Linked DNA regions of Mus musculus: regions 1, 2, 3, 4, 6 and 7 are each linked to region 5. Evidence: chromatin contacts called from public HiChIP or PLAC-seq data. All regions are on one chromosome and are shown on one strand. The core of a region is the stretch at or near the end of the contact, and the rest is flanking DNA. Distances in the headings are between cores, read along the strand shown. Region 1 overlaps Dpys (dihydropyrimidinase). Region 2 has its middle 17 kb from the start of Gm16291. Region 3 holds the start of Dpys (dihydropyrimidinase). Region 4 holds the start of 2310043O21Rik (RIKEN cDNA 2310043O21 gene). Region 5 holds the start of Rims2 (regulating synaptic membrane exocytosis 2). Region 6 overlaps Dpys (dihydropyrimidinase). Region 7 holds the start of Atp6v1c1 (ATPase, H+ transporting, lysosomal V1 subunit C1).

The links. HiChIP or PLAC-seq counts read pairs in DNA pulled down with a chosen protein or histone mark.
Region 1: an H3K4me3 HiChIP or PLAC-seq map of forebrain shows a contact between it and region 5, with 5 times the contacts expected there. The contact joins the enhancer-like site here to the promoter of Rims2 in region 5. A contact is called at or near these places in 6 of 39 promoter capture datasets (3T3-L1-derived adipocytes, cranial neural crest, hippocampal neurons and 2 more) and 11 of 115 datasets of contacts at active chromatin or transcription factors (differentiating embryonic stem cells, embryonic forebrain, embryonic hindbrain and 5 more).
Region 2: a contact with region 5 is called in an H3K27ac HiChIP or PLAC-seq map of embryonic stem cells, with 2.6 times the contacts expected there. The contact joins the enhancer-like site here to the promoter of Rims2 in region 5. A contact is called at or near these places in 1 of 39 promoter capture datasets (liver), 1 of 484 Hi-C or Micro-C datasets (LSK cells) and 3 of 115 datasets of contacts at active chromatin or transcription factors (embryonic stem cells, forebrain and stem cell-derived neural progenitor cells).
Region 3: an H3K4me3 HiChIP or PLAC-seq map of embryonic forebrain shows a contact between it and region 5, with 5 times the contacts expected there. The contact joins the promoter of Dpys here to the promoter of Rims2 in region 5. A contact is called at or near these places in 7 of 39 promoter capture datasets (the 3T3-L1 cell line, 3T3-L1-derived adipocytes, cranial neural crest and 4 more), 1 of 484 Hi-C or Micro-C datasets (cerebral cortex) and 10 of 115 datasets of contacts at active chromatin or transcription factors (differentiating embryonic stem cells, embryonic forebrain, embryonic hindbrain and 4 more).
Region 4: a contact with region 5 is called in an H3K4me3 HiChIP or PLAC-seq map of stem cell-derived neural progenitor cells, with 20 read pairs. The contact joins the promoter of 2310043O21Rik here to the promoter of Rims2 in region 5. A contact is called at or near these places in 1 of 39 promoter capture datasets (pre-B cells) and 3 of 115 datasets of contacts at active chromatin or transcription factors (embryonic stem cells and stem cell-derived neural progenitor cells).
Region 6: a contact with region 5 is called in an HNF4G HiChIP or PLAC-seq map of pancreatic cancer cells, with 4 times the contacts expected there. The contact joins the enhancer-like site here to the promoter of Rims2 in region 5. A contact is called at or near these places in 9 of 39 promoter capture datasets (the 3T3-L1 cell line, 3T3-L1-derived adipocytes, cranial neural crest and 4 more), 1 of 484 Hi-C or Micro-C datasets (cerebral cortex) and 16 of 115 datasets of contacts at active chromatin or transcription factors (astrocytes, differentiating embryonic stem cells, embryonic basal ganglia and 8 more).
Region 7: a contact with region 5 is called in an H3K4me3 HiChIP or PLAC-seq map of stem cell-derived neural progenitor cells, with 6 times the contacts expected there. The contact joins the promoter of Atp6v1c1 here to the promoter of Rims2 in region 5. A contact is called at or near these places in 5 of 39 promoter capture datasets (3T3-L1-derived adipocytes, the HPC-7 cell line, cranial neural crest and 2 more), 2 of 484 Hi-C or Micro-C datasets (embryonic stem cells and nephron progenitors), 15 of 115 datasets of contacts at active chromatin or transcription factors (SST interneurons, craniofacial prominence, embryonic basal ganglia and 9 more) and 3 of 9 other capture datasets (adipose tissue, embryonic stem cells and pancreatic islet).

The regions. Positions count from the first base shown.
Region 1 is chr15:39,815,278-39,818,304 of GRCm38.p6, reverse strand. The region is part of intron 7 of Dpys (dihydropyrimidinase); the gene reads left to right. Among named protein-coding and RNA genes, the nearest start is that of Gm16291, 20 kb to the right of the region's middle. Within about 2 kb of position 1,659, at least 69 of the 459 cell types and tissues checked have an H3K27ac peak or open chromatin away from gene starts, as enhancers often do. A contact at or near this core is called in forebrain, hippocampal neurons, liver and 1 more, where this site is marked.
Region 2 is chr15:39,778,853-39,782,095 of GRCm38.p6, reverse strand. It overlaps a transcript of Dpys not described here. Among named protein-coding and RNA genes, the nearest start is that of Gm16291, 17 kb to the left of the region's middle. Within about 2 kb of position 1,330, at least 19 of the 459 cell types and tissues checked have an H3K27ac peak or open chromatin away from gene starts, as enhancers often do. A contact at or near this core is called in embryonic stem cells, where this site is marked.
Region 3 is chr15:39,856,077-39,859,175 of GRCm38.p6, reverse strand. Dpys (dihydropyrimidinase) reads left to right here and starts at 1,706. Exons shown (of 10, transcript NM_001164466.1): 1 at 1,706-2,077. The coding sequence starts at 1,814.
Region 4 is chr15:38,593,675-38,596,875 of GRCm38.p6, reverse strand. 2310043O21Rik (RIKEN cDNA 2310043O21 gene) reads left to right here and starts at 1,942. Exons shown (of 3, transcript NR_045757.1): 1 at 1,942-2,068. All of the region lies in intron 2 of Gm41309 (a long non-coding RNA gene), which reads left to right.
Region 5 is chr15:39,197,036-39,199,862 of GRCm38.p6, reverse strand. It overlaps Rims2 (regulating synaptic membrane exocytosis 2), which reads right to left and starts at 1,577. Exons shown (of 27, transcript NM_053271.2): 1 at 1,325-1,577. The coding sequence starts at 1,500.
Region 6 is chr15:39,832,428-39,835,317 of GRCm38.p6, reverse strand. The region is part of intron 4 of Dpys (dihydropyrimidinase); the gene reads left to right. Among named protein-coding and RNA genes, the nearest start is that of Dpys, 24 kb to the left of the region's middle. Within about 2 kb of position 1,442, at least 11 of the 459 cell types and tissues checked have an H3K27ac peak or open chromatin away from gene starts, as enhancers often do. A contact at or near this core is called in pancreatic cancer cells, where this site is marked.
Region 7 is chr15:38,660,428-38,663,579 of GRCm38.p6, reverse strand. Atp6v1c1 (ATPase, H+ transporting, lysosomal V1 subunit C1) reads right to left here and starts at 1,676. Exons shown (of 13, transcript NM_025494.3): 1 at 1,497-1,676.

The DNA of each region.
Region 1 (3,027 bases), core at 410-2,909, 620 kb before region 5:
ATATAGCTGTCTCCTGTGAGGCTATGCCAGTGCCTGGCAAATACAGAAGTGGATGCTCACAGTCATCTATTGGATGGAACACAGGACCCCCAATGGAGGAGCTAGAGAAAGTACCCAAGGAGCTGAAGGGGTCTGCAACCCTATAGGAGGAACAACAATGTGAACTAACCAGTACCTCTCATTGTTGTGTCTCTAGTTGCATATGTAGAAGAAGATGGCCTAGTTGGCCATCATTGGGAGGAGAGGCCCCTTGGTCTTGCAAACTTTATATGCCCCAGCACAGGGGAACGCCAGGGCCAAGAAGTGGAAGTGAGTGGGTAGGGGAGCAGGGTGGGGGGGGGAGGGGTATAGGGGACTTTTGGGATAGCATTTGAAATGTAAATGAAGAAAATACCTAATAAAAAATTTTAAAAAAATGAAGCCGGGCGTGGTGGCACACGACTTTAATCCCAGCACTCGGAAGACAGAGGCAGGAGGATTTCTGAGTTCGAGGACAGCCTGGTCTACAAAGTGAGTTCCAGGACAGCCAGGGCTATACAGAGAAACCCTGGCTCGAAAAACAAAAAACAAACAAACAAAAATACTGTTTGAGAGGTTCAGAGCAGAGCGGTCCTGCATGAGGCCAGAGGGAGGTGTACTGTCACGTCACGTGGGATGAGAGTGGGCAGAGGATCCGTACCCGAGAGTCGAACTGAAGCTGAGGCAGAGTAAACTCAAGCACGGGGGAGGAGCAGGCGTCCAGGCTGCCTGAAGAAAGAAGAGAAGGCAGCCAGATGGCCTCCAATGTGAATTGTGTCTGTCATAGACTGAGCTGAATGTTCACAAAGTTAGCCTTGTGGAAAAGAATTATTTAATCAAGGGAAGAAATGGATTTATCCTACGATGGTGATTTTAACATTAGTTACAGTCCAGTGTTATATATGATTTCTGTTTTAACATATAATTAGACACTAGATGTTTTACTGCAAAATTCCTCAAATGCTTTTAGCATAAATGACAGAAGACGGCAATGTGCATTGAATCCCATATCCTGAAGGGGGCGCCCACAACCCGCACTGGGCTGCCCGATCTGCTGGTTATGTAAGGAGGCAGCCTCCTGAGAGAGGAAGCGATTGCTAACGCTCTGGGGGCTACATGGTACCTAGATGTTTCTGTGTGTTTGTTATTCCTGTTGGTTATTAACGGCACGTAGAAAACAGTGTGCTTGCCACATAGCCTGCTGCCCTAAAACCGGGTTTCATTAATGTCACCAAAGGAGGTCAGGAGAAAGAAAAGCCGGGCATCCACACTTTTCTCCTTCTGCTGCTTGTTTTGTAAATCTATAGAAGCTGCATGGTTCCAAGAGTGAGGCACTGACATCAGTGTGCTGATGGATCTCGAGAGAGGACTGGGAGTGGGCGTATGAGGGGAAAGGTAGGAAATCCTGATGAAAGATGACCTTAGACATAACAAGCCTGTAAAGAAAAAGTCCCTGCAAAACCAACTGCAATACCTCCTCTGTGTCATTGCACATTTAAAAAAAAAAAAAGGCTGCATTTAGTGCAAAGAGAACATTATCAACTTTTTTTTTTCTGCTTTGGAAATGAAGAGTCCCCTGTATTCAGTTTGACAGCTCATTGAGCCTGTGTCTATCTCTTGTGACAGAAGTGTGTGCCCTGTGCTTCACTGCTCCGGTCAAAGCTTTAGAGTTAAGGACATAGCCCTTTATCTAGTTGTTTGGCCTTTTTTGGGGTAGAATATTCTGGTACTTAGCTTATAGAGAAGAAATCAAGAGTGTGGGTTTCATGTGATATTGAAACAGAATTTTAAGGTGTCATATGGTTGAAACAGAGATCAGTCAAAATGGCCAACCTGTTAAAACTCTGATCAGAGAAAGGGGAATGTGAGCTGCCTGCAGGTCTGCAGGAGCAGCAGCAACTCGTGGTCTGGCAATTTAAGGCTCTCCTTTGAGCTCTGGTTCTTTGGTATTCATTAAAGAGCACTTAGTTACTATGGAAACTGTCCCTTTTCTGTATTTATGAGCTACAGGGCATCTCACAGCATCTCAAGCATACCAGCACAGCTGACTACTGTGTGCATTGAAACATTTGATGAAGACTTCTAGCCGCTCTGTATTCTGCAGAGGAGGCATATTTTTGTTTCCAGTTATTTGGGGTTTATTATTTTTTTTAAACTCAATTACAGCAAGCTTTGACCTTGCATTCACCATTCTGGAAGGCATTGTGCTGCCTCTCCTGCTTAATTTCCGTCCTTTTCTCAGTGTAGATAGAGATAAACGAATTTAACTTTGTATTCAGTGAAGAGTAATGACTTGAAGATTATGAATGTGCCCCTGGGTTCTGCCTAGGAACCTTTGTATGAAATTGAGCAGGAGAGGGATGGTTCTCTAAGGGACATGGAGCAATAGGGAGTAAAAAGCATCATGAACCAAACAGTGAAGCTTAGGGTGTGTACATAGGGTCATATCATCAGGGAGAGCTTCAAAGAGACCGCTTGGCATTTTCCTTGGAGAAAACTAGATAACTCATTGTGTGCTATCTAATTTCTGAACTGTAATTCTTGTCTTCTTCCTCCAAAGAAGTATATGCATACACATGAGAGTGCACACACACCACACACACATGCACAAGCACATACATAAGCACACCTAAGTACACACACAAGCACACACACAAGCATACACACACCACACACACAAGCATACACACACCACACACACAAGCACACACACACCAAACACAGACAAGCACACACACAAGCACACACACAAGCATACACACACCACACACACACACACACACCACACATATACCACACACATAAGCGTACACACACAGAGAGAAGCACACACACACACCACACACAAGCACACACATAAGCATACACACACCACAACACACCACACACACAAGCACACATACCACACACACACACCACATACACACCACGCACACAGCACACACACAAGCATACACACTCCACACACTCAAGCACACACACAAGCATACACACAAGCATTTACACACC
Region 2 (3,243 bases), core at 81-2,580, 580 kb before region 5:
AGACACACCAGAAGAGGGCATCAGGTCCCATTTACCGATGGTTGTGAGCCACCACATGGTTGCTGGGAATTGAACTCAGGTCCTCTGGAAGAGCAGTCAGTGCTCTTAACTGCTGAGCCATCTCTCCAGCCCCTTATCCATACACTTTGTTTGACAAAGGCAGCTCTACATTAGAACACAGACTCCTTTACCAGTGAGTAAGTAAGCTGCTTTCTTACCCAGAAGTCAATCCTCACACAGCATTTACTGTTCACTGGAAATGTCACTGTCTCCTGGATGCTTTCCTAGGTAGGATGGTCCTTCTTTTATGCAGCTCCATGGAAGGGCCCAGCATCCAGTCCACAGGATGCCTTAACTCCTGCAGCGTACCGTTATCCTTCGTATCTGTGGATGCTACACAGCATTTACTTCTCATTAGGAGATAAAAGTGATCAGGAGTTGGGTTCAAGTGTAATAGTGTAAGGGAGGGTGAGCATGGGTAGTTAACATGATGTCATCCTAGGTCAGTGGGGTCAACATCCCCAGACTTCAGAATCACACTGCTGAAGCCAATTCCCCCAAGCACACTCACTGAGGGACTGAGATAGATGATAGCTTCACTTCTCTGTCTCCTCCCTCATCCCTCCTCCCTCCTCCCTCCAGAAGCTGAAAGGTCATTCAGGAGGGGCTTGTCTAGCTCACTGGCTCTCCCTCACACCCAGCACAGTGTGTGGTCAGTTATGGGCACTCCGTGGATACTTCACAGTTTTTAAATAAGAGAGGAAATAAAGGAATTCCTGCCCAGTTCTTCAGTGGATACAAATGAAGTGAGAGAGTCTTCTGTGAAGCAGACACCAATCCTGGAGCTACACAGCTCTCTAAGAGAGAGGAAAGTCACGTGGGCTCCAGCTAAGTCCTTGGAAATGCACATGAGACTCCCTTTGTATATTCCAGATGGCCTGGGAGACCAAGCTCTTTTTCCTTATGAAGTTTGATTGATCTTCCTAAACCTCAGTTTCTTCATTCACGTGACAAAAACAAACAAACAAACAAACAAACAAAAACCAAGAGTCTCCCTGGGAGTACCCTGAGGCCCATGATACTGTGGGAATGTGTGACCTTAATAAGATGTCTGCTGAAAGACCTTCCTGGTGATCTTCCGATAGAAAGCTCCCTTCCCGGAATGACCCAGCAAAACAAGCTTTACATGGAAGCTCTGAAGGTAAGGCAGGTGCAAATAATGACCAAGAAAGTTTCAGTCCCCTCTTCTGGTGACTAAGACCTCACCTCCCCCAAGGCCATCAATGCTGCTTAGGGAAGGTCTCAGAAACACTTGCCTCCCTGGAAGGGAGAGGCTAATTACCATTTCTAAAGGGGGAATGAAAAGGTCAGATCCAGCAAACAGTGGGCTTAAACACTCTTGTTGTAATCAAGGCCTACCCTTAAACTGTATAAAAAGTGTGTGCTTAGGAGACTTGGACTTGCCTCTGCCCTGATTGCAGGACAGCCCCAGTGTTCTGGATCAATAAGCCTCTTGCTTGTTGCAGCAATCTCAGTCTCCTAGTTTCTGTGAGTTGGACATCCTGGATGTAAGGCTCTTTGGGTCTTACATTACCCAAGCCCTACACAGTCTGCAAATGCCAGTGCCCATTGCTGGCAAGGTGATGAGTCAATAAAAATGGCTGCCCAGAAAGCCTAGGCCGTTTTGTTCTTTCCTTGAAGTTCACGACATCTGAGAGAACCAAGCCCTTAGTGGTGGCAGAATGGAAGCTATGAAAAGGGAGGTGGTTCAAACCCAGGCACAGATGAGAGCATTCAGCCATCTTGGAGACGTCAGTGGATGAAGGCCAGGATGTGGGCACCACGAGTGAAATGAGCAGGGATACATTTGGAGCATGGGAGATGGAAGCAGAGTGACAGCTACATCTCAGCAGGAACTCTTCTCCCTCTGTAGGAAGAGGGAGAACTGGGGGCTTTGTCAAAAGCTGGGAGGCTACAAAAGCTGCATTTGAACCAGCTGAGCAAGACATAGAAACGTTCTCAGTTTCAGTTCTTCTACTGATAAAATGCAGTAGCTAAGATTATTTTCTATGCAAGAAGAGTTAAAAACTAATGTCTTTGTTAGGCTTCCTACTTGCAGTTGGTGCAGAGGCCATGGAAGGGTGCTGCTTACTGACTTGCTTCACGTGGCCTGCTCAGACTGCTCTCTTATAGAATCCAGGCCCACCAGCCCAGGGATGGCACTACCCACAATGGAGGGCCCTCCCCACCTTGGTCTCTAATTCAGAAAATGCCTTACAGCTGGATCTCATGGAGGCATTTTCTCACCTGAGGCTCCTTCCTCTCTGATGACTCTAATGCCCATCTGTCAAGTTGATACAACTCAGGCACTATGTATAATGCCCTGGCTCTCTGTGTTAGTCCAGAGGCATCCCCTCCTGTTCTTCCTCACCGGGCTTTCTCCCTCTTCCTTTCCAACTTCCTCACGCTGGGTTGGAACCAGAAGCCACACAATATAATAATTAGATTTCTTTTTGTCAAACCAATTCTCTCCTTTTACTTCTTTCTGTGGACAAGTCTTATAAACAGAGAGACCCTGCCATCATTTATTGAGCACCTGCTGTTTGCAGGGCATGGAACCAGACCCTTTGGCCCTGAACAGCTGCACAGAGCAGTTCAGGAAGCAGCTTGGGAACTCTGCATTGGATGTCTTGGGCAAACAATTTAGTGAACAAGGAGAAGAGGGCTGTGCTGCGTAATGAAAGTAAACGCAACCACTGTGTTCATGGTCGGGGCTGCGTCTGTTGTAAGAGTCATCTGTGGTGAATCAGTGGGGCCTGTAAACCTACAAAGTGCATGCGGCCAGGCCCTTAGGACTCTTGAGACAAGGGTGTTTGTATAAAAGCTAGAGGGGCAGAGCATATTAGCTCGGTGTTTTCAAAGTGTGTTTTTATTTGTTTGTTTTGTTATTTTGGCCTTATAACAGAATGTAGTCTCCAGAAGAACACAGGACCTCTGGGTTTTCCTCTAATGAAACCTTAAATGTGCTCAATAGTTCCTAAATGGTAAACCCCTATTAGGCCTTTATGATATTATGTGCCTGTACCAGGGCTATAAGCTCTGTGTGGACTCTATCACCTTATTCTGCCTACAAGCTTCTGAGAAGGCACTGCTTCTAATTACAATGAGAAAGCCAAAACTCAGAGAGGTTTAGCAATTGCCCAACGTGATGGCATTTGGTGACTCAAGATGTAAACCCCAGTC
Region 3 (3,099 bases), core at 457-2,956, 660 kb before region 5:
TTGACCTAGGAGGAGGAGCCAGGGATACAATGGTCAAGAGTCTAGAAAACAAACCCTATCTAGGCGCCAGCTCACTGCTCCAGACTTCGGGAGAGTTTCATTCTAGAAACACACCAGCAGTCTCTCAAGTCTATCAGGATGTAAAAGATCAAGGAAGGATGGGCTTGCAAACTTCTGTCAGCCTAGGTCTCCACATGGGGAGGACGAGGAGGATGGGGAGGACGAGGAGGACAGGGAGGACGGGGAGGACGAGGAGGACAGGGAGGACGGGGAGGACGAGGAGGACAGGGAGGACGGGGAGGACGGGGAGGACGGGGCCCTGAAGTGTCCTGCCCAAGCTTCATAGAGTTCATGCCAAAGCCAGAGTTTGACTTCCAATCCCAAGTCCGCATCTGTTTTCCTTCCACCCCTCAGTCTGCCTGTTCCCCCAAACTCCACACCCATCACCCATCCAGGCAGAAGCTCATTAGCAGGCTGGAGTGTTCTTTCCCACCACAGGGTCCCCCGGGGACCTAGAGTGTCTGCAGAAACAATGGCGTTTGGAGGCCAAGCTCCCCAGTGAGCATGCTTGTCCAGGCTTCTGACCCGAAGGTGTTGAGTAGGGACAGTGACTCCACCAGGGGACAGTCTTCCTAGTCTGGTAGCCTGCATTTTTCTTAAAGCTTACTCTCTTTTCTGCTCTATTTCTGCCTGCGAATCTCAGTGAGCCATTTCCTTCCCCTTCGCAGATACCTGGCAAGCCCCTCTTCTGCTAGAACTTTGAGTTAATTAAATGTGGGAAGTTTGTTCTGTGTTGTGTCATGATATAAAGTGTCCAAGATAAAGAAACCTTTGCAGTCGCTCATCCGGGCAGTTTCAGAGAGAGCCCCAGTGGCAGCAGGGACATCCAATCTCATGCTCCTGGTGGTGTTGACTTGCAAGCCTGTAGGAGTTTCATTGTGTATATAATTACCCCTTTCACAGTTGCACAAAGGTCCCTTGACAATAATTATATAACCTTCCTGAGGTTTTGGTGTTTTTCTTCCTGGCCTGACAGCCAAATCCATGGGTCTTTAGATTATCGGTGCGTTCTAATTTTTAATCGTTTTGAGGTGTGGATAGTCTGATGCATCAGGAAATTCGACACAAGCATCTCTCAAGTGACGCTAGATCACATCAAATTGAGAATGAAGATTAGCCATCATGCCGCCCTTGATTACCCCTCAAGCCTTCTCTCAGGCAGCTCCTTGTCTGCCAGCTTCCCTTGTAAGAGCCTGTCTCCCTGCTCAGCACATCTTCTCTGCTTATCCATCTGGAGACCAGAATCCCACACATGCCAGCACAACCTGCCAATCACAGAGACTGCAGTGGTTTGCTCTTGATTTTGAGTCAAGTGTGTTTGTTTTGAGGTGTTATTGTTGCTGGTGCTGTGCAGGTTCCTTCTGTCTTTTGGTGTAGACATTGTTCACCAAGGAACCAAGTGAATTTCTTTCTTTCACTAAAGTATCTTTGCCTCTAGGGAGGCAAGCCCCTGACTGCAGCTTTCAAATTCCAAGACCCCTCCCCTCTGTGGACTCATAAACTCAGTGGACACCCCGACTTATTGTAACTGGATGCTAGGGGTTGTGCTTAAGGGTTTGTCCAGGTCTGCGGCAGGGCAGCCCTGCCCTGAGGTGGAGCTACATCTCTGTCCTGCATTTAAATAAACCCTTGTACCTCACCTGCCACCAGAGATCTGCCCGCCTTCAGCCCAGCGGGAGAGGGAGTTCTGGCACAGTTCGTGGAGAGCTTAAAGGAAAGCCAACTTTGTTCGCAGTCCCCAGCGCCCTGGACCATGGCACCACAGGGACGACTTCTCATCCGCGGGGGTCGCATTGTCAATGACGACTTCTCACAGGTGGCCGATGTGCTAGTGGAGGACGGCGTGGTGCGGGCGCTGGGACGGGACCTGCTGCCTCCTGAGGACGCATCTCGGGGGCTGCGAATCCTAGATGCAGCGGGCAAGCTCGTCCTGCCCGGGGGCATCGACACGCACACGCACATGCAATTCCCGTTCATGGGCTCGCAGTCAGTGGACGACTTCTACCAGGGCACCAAGGTACCCAAACCACAGACCTATAATCTGGGGTCTCTAGCGGCTCCACCTCGTCCGCTCCTGCGCAGTAGTAGGGACTGAGGTGGAGTGAGACACTTGAGCTAGCTGTGGGCACAAAAGGACGCCCATCTCGGGTGAAGATACTGTATGCCGTGCTCTGTGGCCCCTCTGCTCTTCCTTTTGGGTTGTTTGGCACTCTGGAGGCCATCTCTTCCCTTTGCCTTCTTTTCTCTAGGCACCACCTCCTGGTGTCTGTAATTCTCTTTTGTCATGATAATCCGTGGGGGGTTGCAAAGCCGCTATACTGTCTATACAATTGGCTTGTTTGTTTTTCAAAATTGACCTTTGCGGCCTTTTCTCCCAGTTCTCCAGCCAACAAGCGAAAACTCCATTTACCTAGAGGATACTGCTGTGACTAGTGAGGCCTGGGTGAGTGGAAGCCACACAGAGATAGTCCACACTGGACGGAGCCCAGCCCTGTAGAAGTAAGATAGCCTGTCCAGGAGTTCCCTCCAGCCTTCACTCACACCAAGGTGACCTCTCCAAGCCCTTTTGCTACCTGCTTGCTCCAGGCAACAGTACCTGCCCGCTTTTAGTGATGTAAGCAGCCAGATCTAGACTGCAGAAGACGATGTCCTGGTCTTTGTCTAAGCGAAGACCAATGAAAGTTTTGGCCAAGGTTTCCTTGGAGCGTCTGAACCCACCATGGGATTGTCAAGGCAGCTTTATAGGAAACTGAAAACGTATCCCCCAAGCCTAGGCTGAAGATGTCAAATCCACAACATTTTTAAGTCTTGCCTCAAAGCCGCTTTGAGAGAAGAGGCTTCTTGCAAAGGGGAGGAGATACACTGATTTCAAGGCCAAGGTTGTTCAGGGGATTCCTCTCAGGACTGTGTCTAAACGCATCCAGCCGCAGAGGCCTGGTAAAGACCAACGGGCTCTCAGAGCAGTCCACACGTTGTTTATTTCACGTACTTACCTGGCTTCAAACCCTCCACCCTCCTCACACCCGCCCTGCCAACTGC
Region 4 (3,201 bases), core at 693-3,192, 600 kb after region 5:
AGAAGAAGAAGAAGAAGAAGAAGAAGAAGCAGCAGCAGCCATACACAGAGGATATAGTGTCACGGGACTTCATGAGTTTGAGATGAGCCTGGGTAATGGCAATGAGCAAGACACCACCCCTAACCCCTGAACTCCCACACACAATAACAACAATCTTGTCCAACTCTGCCACTCAGCTGAGGAGGGCAGAGCTAGCTAGGATTTTGAGTCTTGCATTCCCTGATCCTCTGCCTCTTGGAACCATGCACTTCTGCAGCGTAGGCATGCTGTGCTGTGATAAGACATTTACTCATTTATAGTACACATTTACATAGTACATCTATATTTCATTCTTTCTTTGGAAAATTTTACAGTTCTAGAGGATGGATCTTATTTTTTAAAAAATATTTATTTATTTATTTATTTATTATTTGAAAGTACACTGTAGCTGTCTTCAGATTTCATTATGGATGGTTGTGAGCCACCATGTGGTTGCTGGGATTTGAACTCAGGACCTTTGGAAGAGCAGACAGCGCTCTGAACCGCTGAATCATCTCACCAGCCCTGAGGATGGATCTTCTACAGTAAAAAAAAAAAAATAAAAAAATATGGCTTTGTATTTCAGCCCAGTATATGCTCTCAGATAAAGGGAACAAGAAAAGCTTCGCAAAACAGCAGCATGCAGGCTTCAATGCCAGGTCTCACTGCTAAAGAATTAATAAATAACATGTTGAGATTAGTTTTACAACCCACAGGCCGACTGGGATCCAATTAAAGAACTGTTCTTTAGTAATGCCTGAGATATAGTCTATTTTAAGGCAGTCGACCAAGCATCTCTGTTTATTAATTCAGGGAGGAGACGGCCTCATCAGGAGACTCTAATCCACGCTGGGTGTCATGACTCAGACCTGTAATCCTAGCTCTAAAGTGTCTGACACAGGGGTGGGGGGTGGCAAGTTCAAGGGCAGCCTGGACTCATAGAAAGGCTGTGTCTCAAAACCCAGCAAGTGGAAATAATCTAGTCCTGCTCTAAGGGGGTTGTTTGTCTAGCATGTGCAGGTCCTGAGTTTGACCCCCAGAAGTGAGGAGAAATCGTAAATCTAAGATTAAAAATCAAAATGCCTTTAGGAGACAAATGTAACAGATATTTATGATCCCAGACTAGGAAAATCTCTGGCTACAGATGTGGAGCTGTAATCCCAGTCCTTAGGGAAGCTGAGGCAGAAAAACTAACTACATCCAGCCTGGGCACCATAGGAGATTTTATTTCAAAACAAAATCAAAACCCAAAGAAGCAATAGTATCAATCATTAAAAGGATACAGTAACATTTTGCTTTTCCAAGACAGGATCTTATGTGGCCCAAGCTGGCTTCAAAGTCAGCTATAAAGACCTTGATCTTCTTCTGGCCTCCACCTTCCAAGTGCTGGGTTATAGCTGCACGGACCTCACTAGGGACTTCTGTGCACGTTTCCTTCTCCCTTCCCTTCCCTTCCCCTTCCCTTCCCTTCCCTTCCCTTCCCTTCCCTTCCCTTCCCTTCCCTTCCCTTCCCTTCCCTTTCCTCTTTCTTTCCTTTCCTTTCCTTTCCTTTTCTTTCCTTTCCTCTCTCTCTCTCTCTCTCTCTCTCTCTCTCTCTCTCTCTCTCTTTTCTTTTTTGACACAAATCTTATGTAGCCCAGGATAGCCTAGACCTTTTCATGGTTTTATGCAGAGGAAGACCTTGAATCCCCTCCTGTCTCCTGTTAGAATTTTAGACATGTGCCATCATGGCTGCTTTTTAAATGTGGTGCTGGAGAATCAAACCCAGGGTTTTACTCAGGCTTGGCAATCAGTCTACCAACTGAGCCACAGCATCAGCTCAGCTTCTTCATTACATATCTTGGAGTTGGTCAAAGATGGAATATGACTCAGACATATTCTTGGAGTTGGTCATATTCTGGAATATGACTCAGACATATTCTCAGAGGCATCACCAGCTCCTGATGTCAGGGCCAGGCCCTGAGGTAGACTTTTAATTCTTTCAGGGGAAAATAATGTGTGAGAAACTAGGCAAGAAGCAAGACATCTCTTGCCACCGCAGAGCTAGAAGGTAGGTGCACAGTGACCCAAACAGTGACCATGCCAGGACTTGGTAACAGTGGAGGTACGGTACTCTATATGGGGGTGCTTGGGGTTGGGGATTTAGCTCAGAGTGCTTGCTTAGCAATCGCGAGGCCCTGGGATTGGGCCTCAGCTCTGAAAAACAAACAAACAAACAAACAAACAAATCAAGGTAACTCAATATGGTGATTGTATGTTGAGAGTGTACTGGCCAGTGAACTGGTCTCGGTATCCACAGCAGCAGCTCAACCAGATTGCCACTGCACAGTAATCATGGCATGTTTCCCGTGCTTCTCGGCTCTCATGGTGGGTTTGGCGCCGATGCTATGACCCACTCATCGATTCTGCGCTGTGCAACCAGTCTTCAAGCACACAGCAGCAAGCACGTTATCAGGAGTCAGCTTCTATAGCAGATACCCCGACAGATGCTCCTTGTTCCCCATCAAGACCCAAGGGAGTTGTTTCTTCAGTGGCTGAGTGGGCTGCTGGCAGGCTGTCAGACCGCATGAGAATTACCTCTGTGGAAAGGAATGTGTTCCTCCAAGGTCAAGCCCAGCTACTGCAGAAGTCTGAATTCGGACACTGGCCAACATGGCCCCCACATGCTGTTGCAAGACTTCTCCCGTGGTGCTTAGTTCATTTGCGTTTCAGATAAACGTTAATATATAAGTTGCTGTAAAGCAAGGGGCACTTGCTAAAAAATATATACATCACTGTTTATATATAAAGTTCAAGTCTGTCGGGTATGGTGGTGCACGCCTTTAATCCTATCACTTGGGAGGCAGAGGCAGGCAGATTTCTGAGTTTGAGGCCAGCCTGGTCTACAGAGTGAGTTCCAGGACAGCCAGGGCTACACAGAGAAACCTTGTCTCCAAAAACAAAACAAACAAACAAAAAAAAGTTCAGGTCTGACTGCTTTTATTTGCTAAGTCTGGGAACACCAAACTCAAGGCAACTCGGTTACTGCCAGCCCAAGAGCCTTCCACGGTTCAGCTGAGACTCATGCCAGGACGTCCATCACATGGTAGCTCCTCCCCTGTAACGCCCACTCCACCTCTCCTCTCTCCCCTCTTCATCCCTCTCTCTTTCTCTGTTTCTTTGTTTGGTTTGGGTTTTGAGATG
Region 5 (2,827 bases), core at 328-2,827:
TATGTTTGTTACCATAGGTTATGTAAAATCTGCTTCACTAAAATGTGAGAAGATGTACATCTAGACAAGGTGTGTTTTCATTTGTAAAAAAAAAAAATACTGAATTCAACAACCTGTTTTCAAAATAAGTGGTGAAGGTCAGTAAGCTATTTCTTTTCAAGGAGGAAGTCAACGCTTTTAGTTGTGTGTTTCTATAGCGATTATGGGAAAGTGTATTCGGTGACATGCAAGAGAACTGCCCTCCCTCTCTTTAGGCATATACAGGTTAATTTTTATAGTGAGTAACGACTTGGACAAACATTAAAGGGTTACAGATCTTTACAGATCCAGACAATGACTTTCCAGAAGCAACCGAGATATAAAAAATCATAAAACATTTAAAAGCAAACCTGTAGAAACAATCTCAGCTACAGTGCTACACTGACAAGGAATCCCAAAGTAAAGGAAAACTCATTCTGGACAGTTCCCTGGTGCTGAAGTTACACCGCCTCTAAACCGATGCTTGGGTGCTACTTTCACGCCTCCCACCCTCGCCAAAACCCCGCTGGCTGGACTGTGAGCAAACATAGTAGAACTTCACAAGCAGGGAGCAACCCAAACTGCCACGATGGTAGGAAGTGGAGTCTCCTCGGGATCCTACAGATTTACTAGTTGCAAACAGGAAGAACAGCAGCAGAGTGCAGGGTGTTAGCACCCGCCGAGGGGGAGGGGCTGGAAGATGGCGGCGGCCGCACACCCACCCGAGACGAGACGAGACCGCGCTTAGGCCCCCTCGCCCGCCCCGCAGCCTTCCTGTCCGCTGCGACCGTGGGCAGCGCAGCTCCTCCCGGGGCTGGGGACGGAGCCGGCCCTCGCAGGCGCGGGACGAGCGACCCCGGTGGCACCGGCACCCCGGGCCTGGGCGCTTCACCCGGGTCCGGCCCGGGAGCACCTGTGCACGGCCATATTGGATTCCTTGCCCCAGTCACTGCCTCCGCGCGGGGGCGGCGGGAAAGGAAATGGGACGCGAGGAGCCAGGGTTCAGCCTCATCCCGGGAGCCGAAGTGGCCCGCGGGGAAAGCCGGAGGGCGCCGGGGAAACCGCCGCCTCCCCGAGCTCGCCACCGTCACCTCAGCCGGCCTCGGCGCCCTCCCTCCGCGACACACACCCCCGCGGCTGACAACTAGAAAGCGACCCTGGCGGCCGCGGGCCGCAGCCCTCGTGGCCCCCGCGCCACCGGCGGGGAGGAAAGGCGGCGATCCCCGGCGCGCGGGCGGTCGCGGGGAAGCGGCCGAGGGGGGCGGAGGGCAGGGAGGGAGGCGGGAAGATGGAGCCGGGTCCTTACTTGAGCACGGACTGCTCCTTCTCCTCTTCTTTCTTCTGACGATCCATGACAGCCAGGATGATTTTCCTCTCCTCTTCCGTGAGGTGGCTGAGGTCCGGCATCTCGGGCTGCGGAGGAGGTTGAGAGGCCGCCGGGGTGGGAGCCGGGCGGCCCCGGGGCCCGAGCGGAGCCGACATGTTTGGCGGAGCCGAACCACCCTAGGGAAGCAGGGAGGCAACTCCGCTGGCAGCCGCGGCTCGGGCGCGGGCGGCTGGGGCAGCCTCCGGGGCTGGGACAAATGCATACAAATCAATGGCCTTCAATCCGAGGCGACAGCCCCCCTCCCCCAGGAAAGAAGGCAGGGGGAGGGGAGGGCCGAGGGGGGAGGGCTGAGGAGTGCGCTCGGGGAAATGTTTCTTCTTCCCGGGGGCGAAGGGCTGCCAAGTGAGCGGTTCGCGGGAGCGAGGAGCTGGAGGCCCCGACGCCGAGTGCGCGGAGCGGCGGGGGAGGGCGGTGGAGTAAGGTGGCGGGGACGGCTGAGGGTGGGGTGACTGGAGGGAGGCGGCCGCGGGCCGGGGCGCGAGTGTCCGGCGCGGCGGCGGAGCGGAGCGGGAAGCGCTGCCCGCGAGCCCGACCCCTGGGGAGTCCCGGGAACTCGCCCCGAGCGCCCGGAGGCGGCGAGAGCGGCCGTCCCGCCGGCTGGCGCGTCACCGGGCTCCGGGGCTCCGCGAGGGAGGACCCCTCCGGGAACCACGAGGCGCGGGCTGCGGCAGGGGACCCCAGCCCCCACCCCGGCCCCAGACGGCCGATCTTCCGGCCCGCGGCCCGCGGCTGCCAACGCCCGGACCCAAGTGAGCTCGCGCGCGCCGCGGGGCCGGCCGCCCGCCGCGCCTCATCACGCGCCCGCCCGGGGTCCCGCCGCCGCCGCCCCCAGTGTCCGCGGAGTCGGCGCGGCGGGCCCGCTAGGTGCACTCGCCCGCGCCGCCTCTGCCTCGCCGACTCTTCCCGCCGGGCCCGTGTCCCCTGCGAACCGCCCAGGCCCGGACTCGGCCGACGCTCGCCCCGGACCCTGCTAACGGCTGGGGCGGGGCGGGGAGCTGTGAGGAGCAGGGCGGCGAGGGAGCGGGCGCCCCGGGGTGCGGGGCTGTGGGCGGTGGGGGCGGGAGGATCTCAGGTGGCTGGCGCCGAGCCTGAGGGACCGGGCGCCCCCCGAGCTGTCCCGGGCGGGGTACTGGACCCTGGACGAGGGAAGATCGGAGCAGGTGGGTGTCCCTGCGGTGTCAGCGGCCCGGGACTCGCAGCGGGGAAGAGCCTGAGGGAGTGGAAAGGACCTGGGCGGGAGTGCGGAAGTTCTGGAAAACTGGGTTGTCGGTACCCGCTGCACGGAGAGGTACAGAAGACAGGATGCTGGGGCGGTTTGCCCGAGGCGATTGGAAGGTGTAAGAGGGAAAGGGTCAGATCACGTCCCCGGAGGAATCGGGCCGTTCAGCCCCTTTCTGCCGGTCACTCTAATCTAGAGAAGAG
Region 6 (2,890 bases), core at 193-2,692, 640 kb before region 5:
CAACAAGGCACACCTCCCAATATTGCCCATCCCCGTGAGCCTTTAGGGCCATGGCCATTCAAACTACCACATCTGACTCCCTGCTCTCCATAGTAGATCATTATGAAAAAGTCTCCATAGTCTATCTCAAAGTCTACTCTGAGACTCAGGCAATCTCTTGACTGTAATCCCCTGTAAAATCAAAATGAAAAGCAGATCACATGTTTCCAACATATAATGGCACAGGACATACATTATGATTCTAAAGGGGAGCTTACTGGACCAAAACAAGACCAAAAAACAACTGGGCAAACTCCAAAGTCTGCATGGCTTGGTCTGCATGACCATGTCTGATGTCAAAGGGCTCTTCAGACTGTTCATAGCTGAGTTACCTTTGACCTTGGCAAAGAGGGGATGTCCATTTCATTCTTAAGTCTTGCTTGGCCTGAGGTAATTAAATCAGGTGATTTCCCACCCACACTTCTTGTGTTAAGCCACTTGTGCAAAAAGGAAGCACCATAAATCTGTCCCAAGAGTTATCTCAGAGAACCCAGGCTAAAAATTAGACATACCCCCTGGTGGTGTGACTCACTCACAAGGAAGTTCTGCTCAGCTCAGCCCAGATCTGACCTACTCCCTATACTCCAGTTTGAGATGGGGTTTCTATTTCTAGCCTTGATTTCTATTATTATTATTATTATTATTATTATTATTATTATTATTGTCATCATCATCATCATCATCATCATCATTATTTTACAGTCTAGTCGTTATCCTCCATCCAGCTCGCCCCTCTGACAGTTCCTCACCCCATTCCTCTTCCCCCTGTCTCCAAGAGGATGTTTACCCCCAACCCCTCAGTCCTCTCCACTCCCTGGGGCCTCAAGTCTCTCAAGGGTCAGGTGCATCTTCTCTCACTGAGGCCAGACCAGGCAGTCCTCTGCTGTATATGTGTCAGGGGCCTCATACTAGCTAGTATACGCTTTCTGGTTGGCTCGCCTTGATTTCAAGATCCTCCTGCTTCAGCCTCTAGAATTCTTGGATTACAGGTACAAGTGATGGTCTAGTCTTTAGCCAAACAGTGCATGTGCTGATATGAGCCGTTGACATCCCTGATTATTCTCGTCTCACTAGCTTTCACCATGCACATACCTTTCTAGCCACTTTGCTGCACAAGGGGTTCTCAATGACCCTTTAGAAAGCACACTGTGCTCATCTCCCCAGTCTACCACCAGAGCTTGGATGCCATGGATTCTGCTGTTTTGTTTAGAGTGGAGGTGTAGTCTCTCAGTAGCTTAATCTGCCTGTTATTGTTTCTCCTCTGTGATTGAAACATCAACTATAGCCCACTTGTGGTGGTTTGATTAGGAATGTCCCCACAGACTCCCATGACTAAATGCTTTGTCATAGGGAATGGCACAGCTAGGAGAAGTGGCCTCCCTAGAGTAGGCGTGACCTTGCTGGAGGAAGTATGTCCCTGTGGGGGCAGGATTTGAGGTCTCAGAAGCTCAAGTTAGTTCTCTTCCTGCTTCCTGTTGGTCCATTTGTTGAGCACTCAGCTCCTTCTCTAGCACCATGGCTGCCTATGTGCCTCTCTGTTTTCTGTCATGACAATAATGGACTAAATCTGTGAACTGTAAGCCAGCCCCAATTAAATCTTTTCCTTTATAAAAGCTGCCTTGATCATGGTGTCTCTTCACAACCATAGAACCCTAACTGAGATAGAAGTCTATCCTTAACCTGTTTTAACGTATCTTATTAAAATTCAACCTAATTTTATACCCAAGCTCCCGTCTTTACGGGGCAAGTACACGTCTTGTTTGAACATATTGATTAAACATTTTATTTTTGCTTTTCACAAAAACCAAGTTAAAGGATGCAAATGTGCTGTCCCAACTCTGGGTTGGATTTGTAAATTAGAGTGAGGCCCCAATAGTTCCTCAGACACACATTGGGAGCTGGGCCTTGGGGTTGGTTTGCTGTTTATTTGTTTGTTTGTAGTTGTTTGAACTGGTCTTGGTTTTCCTATAGCACAAAGATCCATATCTACCCAAGCTTTCTGTTGCAGGACATAAAGTTCTCACACAGAGGTTGGGGTAGTTCCCACTTTTCAACTCCGTCCTCCACATATTCTTGTTTTTAGAAGACCAAAGAGAGATTCATAAAAGGCCACATCCTCTCATGCTCTTTATTGATGAACAGCAGCAAGCCAAGTCTTGTTTCTTCTATACTTCAGTGCACTGACTCTCAGTGGCCAGGGTAGGGGAGGCTGATGTGTGGTTGAGTTCAGGAGAATTTGAATGTCACCTTGTCTCTTCTTTCTTGGTCTTATGCATCTGATTACCTCATTGCCTTTTAAATTTAGAAAAAGATATACTTCAAAGCAGTTGAAAACTGGCCATTTAAGAACATTTCAAAATCTGGAATTGTGTGGCTCTGAGGGAAACAGCATTGATAGAAGGTGTAGATTTCTTAAGGTTCCTGATACACAAAGTACCACAGCCATAGTGCAAGCAATAAGGTCCTGTTTTTCCAGAGTACTGAAGATGAGAAACCTGAGAGGGCAGTGTCAATAGCACCAGTGTTTTCTGAGCTGTGGATGAAGCTAAATCCCAGGTCACATTCCAGGCCATGTCCCAGGGAATGTCTCAGGGTGATGTTCCAGGCCATATCCCAGAGAATGTCCCAAGGTGATGTCCCAGGCCATGTCCCAGGTATCCCAGGGTGATGTCCCAAGCCATGTCCCAAGACTCTCTTCTTGGTTCATTGGGAGGCTTTTCTCCTTGGCTTTCAATGTGTCCCTGTTTTTTGGTGTCTATATTCCAACTCCCTCTTCTTTTCAATGCCAGTCTTACTAGATTAGGTTCCACCCCAAAGGCCTCACTTTAATTTCACTATCTCTATAAAGACC
Region 7 (3,152 bases), core at 427-2,926, 540 kb after region 5:
TGGAATGTCCTTTTCACTCCTGCCTGCTCACCCCCTTTTCACACCAACCTCTTCTCAGTCATATCCTCAACAAAGCCTTCTTTGAATCTTCCACAAAAGTCATATTCCTGGGAAACATCTCTGTACTGCTCCATTACTCCTTCGGAGTAGATTTTACACACACACACACACACACACATTTATGTATATGTGTGTATATATATGTATATATGTAGATGTATATATATATGTGTGTGTGTGTGTATACATATATATATAGAGAGAGAGAGAGAGAGAGAGAGGGAGAGAGAGAGAGAGACAAGTGGTCTCACTATTTATTTAGCTTTGGTTGGCTCTGCCTCCTAAGTGCTAGGACTAAAGGTTAGTGCTCTATCACACGCCAAATGCACGACTATTAAAACCTATCTCCTCTGAATCTGTCTGGAAGCTCTGACAGCAGAGTCCCTGTCTGCTTCCTAAACCTTAGCACTCCCATAGTATCAGCCATAGAGCATGCAGTATATGAACAAGTATCACCAGACTTCAAAACTATTTCCCACTTTTCCACAATGCAGCCTACTACAAAAGCCTGGCCTTTGGCACCCCTAAATCATGTCTTCTTCTCTCATCAGGCCCTCAAATAACGAGGCTTTCACTGAGTAAAAAGTTCTCCTCTGTTGCCTCCAATCCCACCGACTTGCCAAGACCCAAACTCAAGTTTTCTTTCCTCCAGGATACTTTTCTCCTCCTTCTGTTTTTACCAGTTCTATACAACCTCATCTTTCCCCTGTGACTTATCTTCCCACCATCAATGTGAACTTTTAGGGCTGGGCTATTCACACCCGACCATTTCATTCCCGGGGCACCACTAAGTACAGAGTAGACAATTTTCCCCCTGATAACATTTTTCCTCTGAAAAGAACACAAGCTTCCCTCTTATGCCTCATAGGTGATTCAATCTGCCTTATAAGAGACTCTGTCCACCAGTTCCTTTTCGGGGATGTTGTTTAACCTCCCCCAACCCCAATCTAGTGAAATGTTTTTAAGCTGCCTGTATTCCTGTTTCATCCACTGCCTACAATGACCCCCGTGTCCTCTGTGACCGCCCCCTGCCTGCAGTGGGCACCCCTTCCGCCCTGAAAACTGTAATCCCTTCTATTCACATACAGGCGTAAACACCCAGTGGAGACTGCACACACACGCCGGTGAACCCTGAGCCTCACCTGAGGCATTCTGTCACTGTCCACCTTCTCACAAGTGACCAGGACTCGCTGGGATTCCCACCCAAGAAGGACCCGAATGTACAACACTTCTCCCTTCTGCCACTGAGTTCCCCGTCTGGGCCCCTTCCCCCTCCTTCTTCTTCCAAAGACACCAACCCTAGGCCCTGAGATGCGGAGAGCCCGCACCCAGGCCGGTTGCAGGTCCGACGCCACAGTCTAGGCCCCCGCGCCGCCCCCATCCTTCCCCGGCGGCCACTGCAGCGTCAGCTCCCCGCAGGGCTATCGCTCACTGACCCGAGGTGTCTCAGGAGGCGGCGGCGGCGACAGGTGCGGAGGCAGGAAGCCTGGTAGACGTTAACCGCTCAGCGCTCCATCCCTCCCGGACCTAAGCTCCGGCCTTTCGGCTTCCTCGACCCCTGCGCCCAGAGCAAGTCACGTGCCAGCCGGAGCAGTCAGCTGACCGCGGCGCACGCCGCTCCGCCTACGCGCGCGCACCACTGCGCGCAATCACGATGCGGCCAGGCCTCCGGAGAAGGCGGGGCTGAGAGAGCGCGCAGAGCGGGCTTCCGGGTGGGCGGAGCTTGCCGCTCCTCCAGATGCACCTGCGGTGGTTGGCCAGCCACCAGAAAATTCCCGCCCACCCTAAAATTACCCACAGGTTTCAGCCATTCAGACTCCCCCAAGCTCCTGCACTGACTTCTGCACTGCAAGTTTTGACAGTCCAGGTTTCGGGGAAATTTTTTCTAATAATCCACTTCAGTAGTTTCATATTTTTCATCCAATCTGGTATCACTTCGTTCCATAAAGTGATAAAGTGTTCAGGTTTAGTTACTCAGCACCAAACATTGTTAATTAGTTTTTTAGAATTAGCTAGTGGAGTGACCCCCTTGCCAGGAACTCCAAACTGTCTGGTTTAGGGGTACCAAAATGGATACAGGAAGTCAAGAAAGGTTTATGGACAGGGAAAAACCATCAGCCTTGGGTTCCAGAAAAATAGATATCAACCTACTCTCACAAACCGTGCACATCTCATTGGTTGAGAAGTTAGGTGGTGCATATCTCAGCATTTTAGGTTGCATAGAGGATTGGGGACTTGTCTATTTTAATCGTTTTTAGATTTACAGCTTAGCAAAGTGAAGCTCCAGAGGTTATGGTTCTGTTTGCACAATGTGTGGGCACTCCTGGCTGTTCTTACTAGCAAGCGGAATAATAGATTTCCATTGTCAACCTGACTGGCTTTAGAATTGCTAGGAGACAAACCTCTTGGAGGGAGTTTCCAGCCAGGTTTAATGTAGGACATTCACCTCGAATATGGGCAGCAGCATCTTGAATGATAGGAACCAACACAGAATGTTTTTTTTTTTTTTTTCGAGGCTTAGAGAGATGGCTCTGAGGTTAAGAACACATACTGCTCTCACAGAGGATCTGAATTCCTTACTGGCACCCACCTGGAGTGCCTTGTGACTCCAGCTACCTCCAGGAGATCCGATTGGCTTCATCTGGCCTCCTGCAGAACCTGTAATCATATGCACTCCCAGGAAGACAAAACACTCATACACATAAATACAAATAAAATTAATCTTTTAAAAATGATAAATAGGATTAGAGAGAGAAGGTTCAACAGGTAATGGGGCACTAACCACCAAGACTGATGGCCTGAATTGTATCCCCAGAACCACAAAGTGTATTCTGCAAGATAGCCTCCCATCTCCACATGCAAGCTGTAGTACCCACAAATAAATAAATGTAATAAAATTGTCAAATAAATAATCTTTTTTTAAAGGAGAAAGCTAAGCATCAACATTCATTGCTCTCTGCTTCCTGACTACCAATACAATGTAACCAGGGCTCTCAGACTCCTGCCTTCAGAGCTACAATTACTCTCACCACCTTGCTGAACTGTGAGCCAAAAGAAACCCTTCTGTATTCATTGCTTTCCTATTGCTGTGA